Linked DNA regions of Oryzias latipes: region 2 is linked to region 1. The links are chromatin contacts, called in public Hi-C maps. All regions are on one chromosome and are shown on one strand. The core of a region is the stretch at or near the end of the contact, and the rest is flanking DNA. Distances in the headings are between cores, read along the strand shown. Region 1 has its middle 31 kb from the start of pmp22. Region 2 overlaps LOC101161194 (heparan sulfate glucosamine 3-O-sulfotransferase 3B1).

Region 1 (6,300 bases), core at 2,046-4,545:
GGCCTGACCTATCATTGTTGGATTTAATAATGCTTTTTTCTGAAGCAGCTCTAAGTGACAGAAGTCTGAAGAACAGAGAACCTGAGGAAATGGTGGTTTATTGTTTGTACTTTTGTGGTGACAACAGCTCATTTTGTGAAGTATTGCACGATCAGTTTATTTTCTTGGGTTTGACGGTGCGATTGTGCTCTTTCTAAATGCACATTTGATGAGTCATTAGTGGGTGCAGGCATGCCTCAGCGTGGGATGATGAATGGATAGATAGGTGTTTGTATAAAGCGGATGATTTGACATTTTGATGGGATGAGTGTGTGTGGAGGGGAAAACAGGTTTTTTGCTAAATTAAAGGGTTCACCTTTGAATATGTGCCAACACAGACGTGTGTGAGTGTGTGTGTGTGTGAGTTGCTGGGGTCATGTCAGGGAGCAGAAATGATTAATGGTCCTTTGCCACATGAATGAGCCTCAGACAAAACCCAGCAGTCTTAACAGGAGCAAAGCACATCTCACCTCTTCCTCCTCATCATCCTTTCCTGTTCCCTCCTCCCTGCTTGTTTTTACACCTGCTGGCAACTGAAATCTTATTTTTATTTTTTTTAAATCTGGAAGCTGTGTATTAACTGGAGGAAAAGTAAGGTGGCACCATCGAGAATCAGACATTTATAGAGAGGAAGAAAACAAATTGTGAACATAGATATGGTTAAAATATGTATGTGTGATGAGAAAAATAAGAACAAACCAATGACTGATGTGCTGATTTATTCCTAATAGTAACTGTCACATCCCTCAGGTGGAGTTTGTTTAAGGCTGTGAAAAGATTTTAAGGACTATGTCTTCATTTGCCTCAGTGCAGTTGATGTTATAAATGATGTTTAGTTAAATAGTGATGAAGGACCATTTGGTCTCAGTTGTTGGCTCAATGGTGGCTCATGATAGGTGCCAAATATGCTGGGAAAGAGACAATGGGTCGCTGTTAAAGAAAAATTCCCAGAGTTAGAGGTGAAAACACATGTCTGGAAGCCTGTTTGCCCTTATTGGTCCAGGGTGATTAATGAACATGCAGCTGGATTTTGGCAGACATTAGTGTGACATTAGTGCAGCAGACATTAATTATATGCAATAGGTTGGGTCATGGCAGAGTGCATACAGGCTTTTTTTTCGGTTTTGCAAGAGCATTCCTGATATGTTTTAGGTGGTACAGGGATGTACACACTGAACACAGCATGACATCATCTCATGCTCCCCATTAGAATGTTTTTCCTTGTGATGGGCAACACCAGACTTTCAAGATTCAATACCAATTACTTTTTGCATGAAATATTCAATACTGATTACTGGTATTTTTTAATGGTGATTTTTTTCTTTTTCTCAAACACATTTGTTATTTAAAAAAAAACAAACAAACATAAAACTGGCCAGGTAAAAACTTTAAAGTACCACTCTGGTCATCTTTTTATCTATTTTAGAATTGATCCCAGTGGTCTTTTAATTATGAATATGCTGTTCAGAAAGTCACCACTGCTGCAAAGCGAGCCTGTCCAGACTTCCCATCATCCCATTGCTTGCATTCTCTCCGCTGCCTTACAACCCCTCCCAACCCCAAGCTAACATTAGCAGTGAAGCAAAAATCGAGCAATATTGGAGCTATTCAGCAATTCAGCTTTGAGCCAGGTGCCAGCTCGGACGAGGAAAATGAAGACATGGATCTAGTCGTCTACAAGTGGAACGGACCTGAGCAGGGATCTTGTGGCCGGCCGACTATAGCTCCTGCATCACTGCTATTGACTTTTTCCAGTTGCATTTTTTTCTGCTCCTGATTTAAATTATTTGAATAATGAAACACTCAGAAACACAATGTTTAACTTAATTCTCTTTACAAATGACCTTCATTGTGAGAAAAATGCACAAGAACATGTTAAAACTTGAACTCAAAAACTGAGTTGGCACAAGAACATGATTTCACCCTTGATGCACCCTTCATAATTTTGAACTAATAACTATATATCATCTTCTATAAAAAGGGATACATGATGCATTATGGGTAATACACCGGTCTGTCTGCGGTGCGTCTCCCTTGTCTTCTTTCCTCACTGAGTTCTTGCAAAATGTATGTTTTGTGTCCTAAATTATGTTTTGGTTTTCTACTTCCAAAATTTCTTCGGTGTTAACATGTGGGCACGTCACATTGAATATTTTAATTTTAAAAGTAAATCGGAATTTTGTTGTTAAACCTGGTTCCCTTTTCTCCAGCTTTTTGTAGGGAAATCGACAGATCGACAGACTGGAAATGGAACACCTGCGTAAAGTTTGTGCAAATGGACCAGTGTAAATCCGCCATAAGACAACTGTTGACAAAACTGCTCCCTCACAAAATCCTAATCTGAAAATGTTGTCTTCCATCAATCCATCTTCTAAACTTACTTGATCTCTTTTGGGGCACAGAATTTCTGGAGCCTATCCCAGCAACTGGCAAAGGTGGGGTACATTCATATAGTTCACTTATCTGTTGCAGGGCTATGCAACCACACACAAACTCACCCAGAGTCACTTTACAGTCACCAATTAACCTATGAAGCATGTATTTAGACTGTGGGAGGAAACCGGAGAGCCCGGAGAAAACCCACACATGCATGAGAACATGCAAACTCCACACAGAAGCTGGGATTTCAACCGGGGGGGAAGTGAGTGCTAACCACTACACCATCATGCAGCCCTTTTCTTACGACCATTTCCAATTAAAATGAGGGCATGTGCAGCTTATAGTCTGAGATTGTGTCAACATGTTCCTCATCTTCTATGTATTTGTCCTTTTAATTGAGGGTCGAAACCCTTTATGTGAGCATAGGACACAGAGAATAAAGGACTTTAGTTTGTTTTTCTCAAACACGCCTCTTCTTTGGAATTTAGTGAGATTTTTAGTTTGTTTAAAACAACCTTCTATTTGTGCTATTTTGGGTTATGAGGACCTCCTCCCCTGATGACAAAGATTTGGATTTTAAAAAACCTTTCAAATTTTCCTTTTAAATGTACTGAGTTTTAATAAATTTATGTCAACGTCTCAATAGGAGGACATGAGCTACAGGCTTCAGTCACAACAATCCACACTGACAGTTTCCATGGTGTGACATCTGCATTTAGTTGCAACCTTGTGCTAATGATTATGTGCATGATGTCACAGAGAAATTTCACACATAATGTAACTTGAGCTGTCCCAAAGTTCCCAAACATGTGCACTCTTTTTAGCAGACTGCAGACATCTCTACTCCACACGCACCCCAGCAGAAAATGAGCTCATGAGTTGAAGCTCCGTTGGCACGCCGCACGGCCCATTCCTATCCTCTGATGGAGCTACGTTTAGTCTAAGGAGCCTCAGAGTGGCTGATGTCTTCACTCCCACCACATGCACAGGCACACAACTAACCTGAAGCATGAAGGACAATGATGGAGCTGCTTGGACAAAAGTACCATCTGAAAAGAGATAAAAAAGAAACATCTGAGGTAATGGGCAGCTAGAGAGACGAGGGCAGATTTCATTTGGAGGCACAGCCGTCATGTGGCTATTCCTGGGTGATGATGGTGGAGCATCTGCAGGCTGGGTTTCTCTTATCTTCAGAGCAGGGTGGTGATAATGGCCTCTCATTACAGAACTGCAGTCCTGGAGAGACTTGCAATAAGTTGCAAGTGCGAGTCAGCACATCTCTAACAGCTATTCCTAACCACACAGAGTGGAAGGTGGCTGCTCTTACTCTGGTATGTTTATTTTTGACTGGACAAGACCTCAAGTAGAAACACATGTCCTTAAAAAACAAATAAAAAAAATCCTGAGAAGCTTGTCAGTTTAGGGCAGACTTGCCAGGGACAGCTGTGTGTCTACTCAGCGGAGAGACGGACGGCGATTCCATCTTAATCTGGCTTAATGCCTTGATTGTAACTTAAGATCTTGTGTTCAGAGAAGGACGCACAGCCAATTCCAATCCAGACCCAGACTCTACCCCTCCCCATTTGGCAAGAACATCCCCTTACTGGTAGTTAACACATTTCGCCCAAGCCAGAGACCGTGCTAGCATCCATCGGTGGATGCATCCACAATGTGACCAAACGCTTGAAACGCTCACTGACTGACTGACTCAAAGCACCTGTTGTCATTCCCTGAAGATGTATGTATATGTATATATCTATATAGATATAGATAGACAAATTCTTTAACTCTTTGTTTCTATTCTTTCGACAAATGTAACTCTTTAACCATTTACGCAGTAAATATGAATCAGCTGATTCTATGCTTTTACGCAACACTTTATGTTGGTAATCCAGCACAAAACTGTCATGCACTCCGCTTTCCTCTACATTAGCTGATTTACATAAACAATAAAAGATATACAGTATGTCAAAGAGCGTGTGTTATTAAGGTGTTGCAACGTCTCAAGGGTTAAATAAAATTAAATAAAAATGTTCCCCATTCAGAAATTCAGGTTGTAGCCAGTCAAATTCAGTTTTTTCCAGAAATATTTATGCACATTGAAAGATGCACAGGGGTGGGGGTGGGGGGTGGAATTAGTCTGTCCCTGGTCAGCAGTTATCACTCTGGAAATGTGAGATCACTGGATTACTGTTTTAACATAGACCTGCCCCATACACAGACTGACACATGACACACATGTGGGCACAAACACTACAAACAAGCACACACAAGCACACTCTACTTTGCATGGTTCACATACATCTATGAAGTCAAATATGTGCTAATGCACAGAATAGTGTTGTATCTGGCTGGGGAAAAAGAGCTGTATCCTCCTTGTTTAGGAAAAGGTTCTTGTTTTCCTGACAGGGCTTCCATACCACCACCAAGCTGTCCCACTGAGATAAGCCGGCTGGCATTTTCATCATTCTGGCCATACTGATTGGACCATTATCATAAGAAAGAGGGGAGAATCCAGGAGGCCTTCCCTCTGGTTGCTGATTCATGTTCAAAGTTGGGATTAACAATTTTGCCCCTCAAATCCCTTCAAACAAGACAGGCTGAGCAGGCGACCGAGGCGAACATTTAACAGAGAAGATTTCCATGGATGGATGGTTGGATGGATGGATGGATGGATGGATGGATGGATGGATGGATGGATGGATGGATTAATCAATGGGATGTGTGGAAAAGTGTTTGAATGTTTAGGTGATTATTATTTATTGTCATTTCTTAAAGGACGTATGGGTAGTTTAGGCTTGACTAGTGAAGTTTTACCGTGCCACTGAACAGTTTGAATTAGCAAGATTTAAGTTTGAGGTGTTATTAAATTAAATTCAAAAAAACAGTTAGTGGGCGTTAGCATCACAGACATAAATTAAATGCACTGATGTGACAATGTTACTAACTACACATTATTTAGCAAATTTCAGAAAATGGCCAGCAATTTCATCTGAGCGTTTTGTTGTTTCCAACTTTGTGCCCATTTAAAAACACACATGCCTCATTATGCACAAATTTGAGCTCTCACTAAAATAATTATCAAATTTTTGTTTAAATAAAAACACAGTGTATATAAATAAAAATGCAAAGACGTACACATAAAAATAGTTTCTGCAGCCAGATTGTATGTAATTTCTTTGGTATAAAATTGGACTTTTCGACGTTGGAATCAGTGCCTCCGGTGGTTATTTAAGGAACTGCAGCATTCGGATTTCCTTCACTTTTAAACAGAATATGGGGATTTGCTCTGAACATCTGCCCTTGTTATCTAGTAAAACTAAATCTCCATGATGTTAAACATAAACAGTTAAAAAAAATTCCTAAAAATGCTTTGTTACCTTAAAGAACATTACAAAAGACTTCAAAACACAAGGCTCTCGCACAGAACCAACACTTTGTCTGACCAATATCACCTTGTTGGGCCAGTTTAACCCTTGTGCTATTCTAGGCACTTTAACATTGGGAGTTGGGTCATCTAGACCCACAAGACAGTGTGCTGAACTTTTTTCTTCAATGATTTGTGATCTTCACTGGTTTCCATGGATTACACGAGATCCACCTTGACCTTCATCTTGACCCCTAGGATGGCACAAGGGTTCAACTATTTTAAACGCGGCCTAAAGACCCACTATAATGAGAATTGTGTTTTTGATGGCTTTAACATGTTCTTTGAAGTTTTTATGATGATTAGAGGACAAATATATATATATATATATATACAAAGAAAATTCAGCTTAAAATCATTGTGAACCGAGAGCAGACGAAAAAAAATGCCATTTTTGAAAGAGCATATTTGTGGTGTAGAAAATACACTGGGAGGGCCGCAGGCTCCCTGCTCAG
Region 2 (6,300 bases), core at 1,257-3,756, 110 kb before region 1:
TGTCTGCCATAAACTCCCCCCTCTCATATGCAGGCTTGTACTCGGGGCAGTTTGAGGCACTGCGCTGACTGGAACTCCCTGGTTCAGAGACAAATGATGGCCTAGCGAGTTGCATTTTTTGGGTTAGCCGTTGTGTTTACGCGGAGGGTCAGTGGATTCCCAGGCTGCTCTGACATGTTGCAGCTCCTGGAAGGAGTTCAGGGGTCTGGGAGCTGCTTTCATTAAGCAATCTCAGAGTTTGGATAGCTCAGTGTCAACGGACTGCTTTGGAGATCTGGATCATTTCCTTCTAACAGACTTTTTTTCTTTCCTTTTTTTTTTTACCCCCAAAGAAAAATGTGTGTTTTGACTTTTTTACTTGTAGCAGGTTCTCTACTCATAAAAATGGAAAGATTTGGCCTTTGTTAACAAGTTGTCCAACTTCAAGATTGGTGTTTCTTTTGATGAGTTTTAGGACTTTATAGAAAGATTTTAAGAAACCCCAAAAAATGACTCAGTTCAGTTGCTCAGTTAGGAAGAATACGATGACGTTCTGACACACTACGTCATCCAGTTTTCATACTAGGCCAGTCGGAATTCTTCATTTGAGCTGAGGATTTGGAAGGGCTTCCATTACCACCAGAGTTCCCAGTAACACCACATTTGGTAATTTGAAGCATTCCTGCAATCAGTGGACAATCCCATCAGCAGTGAAATCTGTATGCAGACACAGAAGTTTATAACACTACTTTTAGAGTGAACCAAGAAGGCAGGGTCCCCTTTTGGGGGGAGAAACCTCACTTTAATAGGTAAACGGTTTGTCTTGTCAGGAAATGAAGTGTCAAAAAGCTCCAAGTGAAGGACTTCACCAAAGCAATGATATCTCTACAAAAGAGCTTATTGAACATCATCATTATCATTAGAAAGGTTATTGAATCAAACAGCCAAGTGGGTAGATTTTGTGAATTCATTTCATTTAATACCTGAATATTGATTTTAATGAAAATAATATATATTTTTAAACCTGGTCCTTTTCTGTACTGATGTCCACTAATGAGCACAACTTTGCTTTAAAGTCCCACTCCAATCATCTTTTGATTTAAGTACAAAAAGTTCCCAGTGGTCTTTAAATTATAATTTTTACATTTTTATCCAAAATGAAAACGTCATTTTCTTGGTCATAGTGTCTGCAGAGTGGCCGAAGGTCATTAGAAATTCATATCTGAGTTATGGGCGGGACTGTTGGCGAGGAGCATCCCCGCCCCCTTTCCCTCCCCGTTGCTGAGAGCTCGGAGCATGCAATTGTAAGCTTAATTTTCCTAATATTTGTCCTCCATCATTAGAAAAAAAGCCACAAGATCATGTTTTAAAACACCCAAAACACTATTTTCATTAGAGTGGGTCTTTAACGACCCAAAAATAAATAAAGCCTTTTTCTGAAAAAGTCCATCACATCAGTTTGAGAAAAGTCTGTGGTTAGGAGCAGCTGGAGAAAAAGGGAACTCAGAGAACTTTTAGCATTTTTTTCTCCCACTTTTTATCCTCCCTCTTTGCACTTGTTACGTCAAACCTGGATCAGAAAAGAGTGAACTAAAATGGCTAAAACATGCTGTTCAAAGTCCTGGATTTCTGGGATTGGGATGTGTTTGCTTCTCTGATCTTGCTTTATTGTGACAGGTAAGTTTACCCTGGAGCTTCTTTGCTTACTGTTTGGTGTTTGTGATCGCCTCGGTGGTGTCACCTCCCACGGGTAGATGGCCCTCACTTGGGTCTTGAAGTCATGGAAACGGCTCCAACTCTAAATGGTGAACTCCACCCTCCTTTCGCTGCTGACACAAAATGCCCTCTGATTTTCTCGCATTCAAATGTACAAACCCCTAATTTGAGATTCAAATCTTTCCCCCTTCAAACAACCAGACATGTGAGACAATTGAAAACATTCCGGATCGAAAATCGACAGACGTGAGGCTTTTCCTTTTGTCTGTGAGCAAACTAGTCGTTTCGTCTGGGATGCTGTGACACACGGTGGCTCAGTGGCAGCCCCTTATCTTCACATCAAAAGTGACAGGGGGGAGGCGGAAGCATCAGACAGAAATAACCTGTTTCCTGCCTCCCGTTTAGATCTACTGGGATGATGGCTCTTTAAAACTCAGGCCAGAGGCCTTCTCCGCCTGCCCACGTTTAATGCAACCGTTTGACAGGGGCCTCTGCCTTCTGTCTTATCACGTCTTCCCACATGGAATTAGTCTTGGAGGGTAAAGGTGCAGGTTCTAAAGCACACCAGCAAAGGAAGGAAGGAAGTTTGTGTCATGATATTAGATCTTTACAGTATTATTGTTGCCGCGGCAGACAGCCGGACCCTGAGGGGCCGCTGTTATCTAAAGAGAACAGGGTGTTGTTTGGAGGACAGTTTTGGCACACGCTTTGCTCAAGAGCCCTCCAAAGGGCCTCTCTTAAGGATGAAGAAGTGCTTCACTCAGCTGCCAATGATGACCCTCCCTCCCACACACCTCCCAGCCTTCCTCCTCCTCTATCTTGCCCTCTCTCTACCCTGCCCCCATCACCGCCCCTCGGCCCTGACCGCTGCCCTGCTCAGTGGTCAGGGACAATGGTTCACTTTGAAAGAAAAGCAGGGGAAAAAGAAGAGGCCGGTGTCACAGGACTGCCTGTTTGCTGACGGGATCTTTAAAAGCAGCACCTCATAAATCAAAAATGAACATAATGGGCATTGTTTCTGCAAGAGCTACTTGTCGCACTAAAATTCCCCTCCTCTTCTTCTCCTTTTTCTCCCTTCTCACACCCTGATTTGCTCCTTTGGCAGCCTGAGTGGGTAAAGTCAGAGGTGGAGGTTTTTTATTTGGGTGGGGGGGAGGAGGAGATCTTTTCTTGTGGCATTGCTGCTTTTAAAAAAAAGGCTTCCTCACCATTTTCTTTCGCACCGTCCCCCTTTTTTTATGCTTCTGCAACCCCCAACACTAGCTGTTAAAAAGAGGAGTCCCTTCGCTTGGATCAGCATAATCTGTCACATTGTAACTCCAGCCTCCTCCCCATCTCCATGCCGTATTGTCATATTGAAATCGGATTAGACTGCGCAGCATTTTCAGTTTAATTCGGGGCTCTTTTTTTTATTTGAATCTTGGCACATGGGTTGACGAAAAGGTTGCAACCACTCTCACCATTGTGCATCGAGAGATCGGCGACGTGCAGCACCGTTTAAGTTGTTTGGTTTGCAGTTTGCAGGATCCCCCACGCTCTTGCATGCACAGAGTTCGTTGAGTGTGTTGATTTCACCAGTCCATTAGTGAGATTCTAGTGGCAGCCTTGCACCCCTGTTTGCTCCCTTCACCGCTCTGACATGTCAGCATTCAGGGTGATGCTATCATAATTAGATCACTAATGGTGAATTGGGATTATGCAAATCTACTTATGCCATTTCATTTTCTTGGTTACTTGACATCACCATTTGATGTTTTTTTTTTCTCCTACTCTTTGCACACAAATTTGAGCACCGAGCTCTGCATTGCATGAATTAACCATGTGTTAATGGGCATGAACTAGATTTCAGCTCTTGCATTATTTTGTGGAGTAGTGCCAGACCTTGCAAAGAAAGTGTCCAGCGTTTCATCTTTTTTTTTTTTCTTTTACCTCAAGTTGAAAATATAATTTAACAAGCTTAACAGTGAAGATGTTGCCGGCGACATCTGAATAGCTGAGGTTGTAACGATTCATTTTACCAACGATCTGATTCATAGTCATGTTCACATTGGTTCATTTTGAACCATCTGATTCTTAGTATCCCTTGTGCTTTCCTAAGCACTTTTTACCATTGGGAGTTGGGTCATCTAGACCCACTAGACAGTGCTCTGAACCTTTTTTCTTCAATGATTTGTGATCTTCACTGGTGTCCATGGATTACATGAAATCTTTCCACCTTTATCCACCTTTGTCATGGTAGGGAGAACACGTCAATGTAAGGGTGGGGTCATCTAAGATAGCACAAGGGTTAAAGGCGATCTAGGACATGTTTAGCCGAACATTCAACCAATGTGACTTAGAGATTAATACCTAGGTATTGAACAGTCCAGGTGAAGCTTTCCAGATTCCTTGTTTGCTTCAGCTTAAAAAGCTTTCACAACAAAAGCAGGCTTTAGGGGTACAACAGAGTTGGTGTGTGCTCTGATAGATCGATGCCATTGGTTATCTTTCTTTTTAATGCTTATTTGTGTATTGATCACAATTTACTTTAGTTTTCCAACATTATTTAAAACAGCCTTCCATTTTTAACTGATCATGAAACGATGATCACAAAAATCAGAAGGCTATGGCGAACACGTTTTAAAAAATGGTCTGTCTTGACACGCAATGCGCAACAGGTGAGCTGTCAGAGCAGAGCGTGCAGTAGGCAACAAATTCTGCTGACAATTACCTGCTTCCTTCTCACATTACACTGACTTTGTGTCAGGCAGCCGGAAGGGTAAAGCCAGTCTGATGTCTGGTCTGGCTGTCACACGAGGCTAAATGCGTAAAAAAAAAAAGCTACTTTTCACATAACCTGTTGTACAGTTCAAAATTTGACCCCTTATCTGTCCACTGGGAATCTGAAAGAAGCATTTGATCCCATGTAGATCACTCAGGCTGGTTTTCTTCCTGGTCCAGAGCCCAGACAGAGAAAGATGATATATCCCCCAATGTCAGTCAAACAGCTCTTATCGGCTCCTCCATAATCTTGACTTTGCGGTTTGCCACCAGTTGTGAAACCTAATGCTGAGAGAGCAAAGCGCATTCACTTTCTATGGAACCAGCCACTTTCAAGTGCTGCTTGTGTAGACAGTGCTGATCTAAACCTTTCTAGTCATTATAAAAGGATCTCTTTTGTATCAAAAAAGCTGCAACAAACCTGATCAACTTTCAGTGCCTTGGTTGTTTGATTTCTTTTTAGTCAGTCTGCTGTTGGTTGAGATATCACAACAATAAAGAAATGGAGAAGGGGAATATGTGGTAGAAGGAGAGGGCTTGGATTCATAACTGAGTATAAAGTCTGAGATAACCCTTTGATGTCTAGATTGAAGCACATTTGAATACAAAAATAAATTTGCAGTCCCCAACCTTATAGGCCACGGAGCGGTTTAGTGTCAGACAGTATTTTCACGGACCAGCCTGGACTGGGCTCTGCTTTGGACAGTTCACGCCTTTATATAACCTAGTCATTTCTGATAATAGACACCTTGGAGAGCATTTTCCTGCTTATACCATGGTCACTTACGACAGAAATGAACATTAAATAACAGTACTTAAATGTTGTTAAGTTTTGGTATTAAATCTTTTTTCACAAGAAGTGGACTATTTATTTAATATGTGGAGTGAGGGAACAACTGTCAAGCTATATTCACACTGCCCTCTGCAACGCGTGTTCACGTGAGCACTTTCGATGAAAAGTTTAAGTAAACGCGCATAAATTAGCATTTCTGGCGTCTGCGTTCAAAACTCTTGCATTCACCCATAGCTATGCAAGTTTCTACAAATGTTTTCAGGCTCTATGTACAAAACGTGAATTGAAAGTTAAATAGGTCAAACGTTTAATAAATGATTTATTGATGACATCCCTTTAATTAACAGAAGTGCCAACTGTTTGAAAACTGAGGAGGTGGAGGAGAAATTAGATGACACCAAGTCCATCATATATCGAAAAAGAACCGTAAAGGAAGAAGCCTGGAGCAGGATTTACAAGATTTGCAACGCTTCAAAGTTTCGCACTAAGTGTCTTCCAACTGTAGGTGGTGGACATGCACTGCTCATCCAGTGTGAACACAGTGGGCTAAATGCGTGTTCAAGAACTGGCGTTTAGTGCATTACTGAACTTGCGTCACATGTCCAGTGTGTCCATAGCTTCACAAAAAATCCATGTTTCGAGTAAAGACTCCTGTTTTTTGTCTGTTAAGAGGAGCTTTCCTTTTATCTTTGAAGTCGAGGACTCTTCTTCTGTTTCTTCATTGGCTTCTCAGTGCCTTAACCCTTTCCCAATATGTTTGTTTCTTGTTAACTTTGCTAGCTCAGAGGTTTCAGTTTAAAGGTCCCGCTTTGGGAAAGTAGCAGTTGGATTTTAGAAACATGACAGAGTGACTTGACAAGCGTTAAGAATGAGTTGAATGTGGTGCAGAAAATCCTGTAATTTTCTAGAATCAGATTATAAATAAAAATGTAGGTTGTTTTTTTTTTTCTCTGCCGCCTGGTACCAGCTGTCCCATGTCGGGGACCACTGCACTAATAACCTTCAGGGGCTTGTATTCACCAAACATAGCAGTCTCCATTTGTTCCTTTATA

What was found. Hi-C and Micro-C count contacts between places; a contact is called where the count stands out from the background.
Region 2: a Hi-C map of embryo shows a contact between it and region 1, with 2.3 times the contacts expected there. The contact joins two enhancer-like sites. A contact is called at or near these places in 2 of 5 Hi-C or Micro-C datasets (embryo and fibroblasts).

The regions. Positions count from the first base shown.
Region 1 is chr19:15,086,551-15,092,850 of ASM223467v1, reverse strand. No RefSeq gene overlaps it. Among protein-coding and RNA genes, the nearest start is that of pmp22, 31 kb to the right of the region's middle. Within about 2 kb of position 3,295, at least 1 of the 8 cell types and tissues checked has an H3K27ac peak or open chromatin away from gene starts, as enhancers often do. A contact at or near this core is called in embryo, where this site is marked.
Region 2 is chr19:15,197,122-15,203,421 of ASM223467v1, reverse strand. The region is part of intron 1 of LOC101161194 (heparan sulfate glucosamine 3-O-sulfotransferase 3B1); the gene reads left to right. Among protein-coding and RNA genes, the nearest start is that of LOC101161194, 14 kb to the left of the region's middle. Within about 2 kb of position 2,506, at least 5 of the 8 cell types and tissues checked have an H3K27ac peak or open chromatin away from gene starts, as enhancers often do. A contact at or near this core is called in embryo, where this site is marked.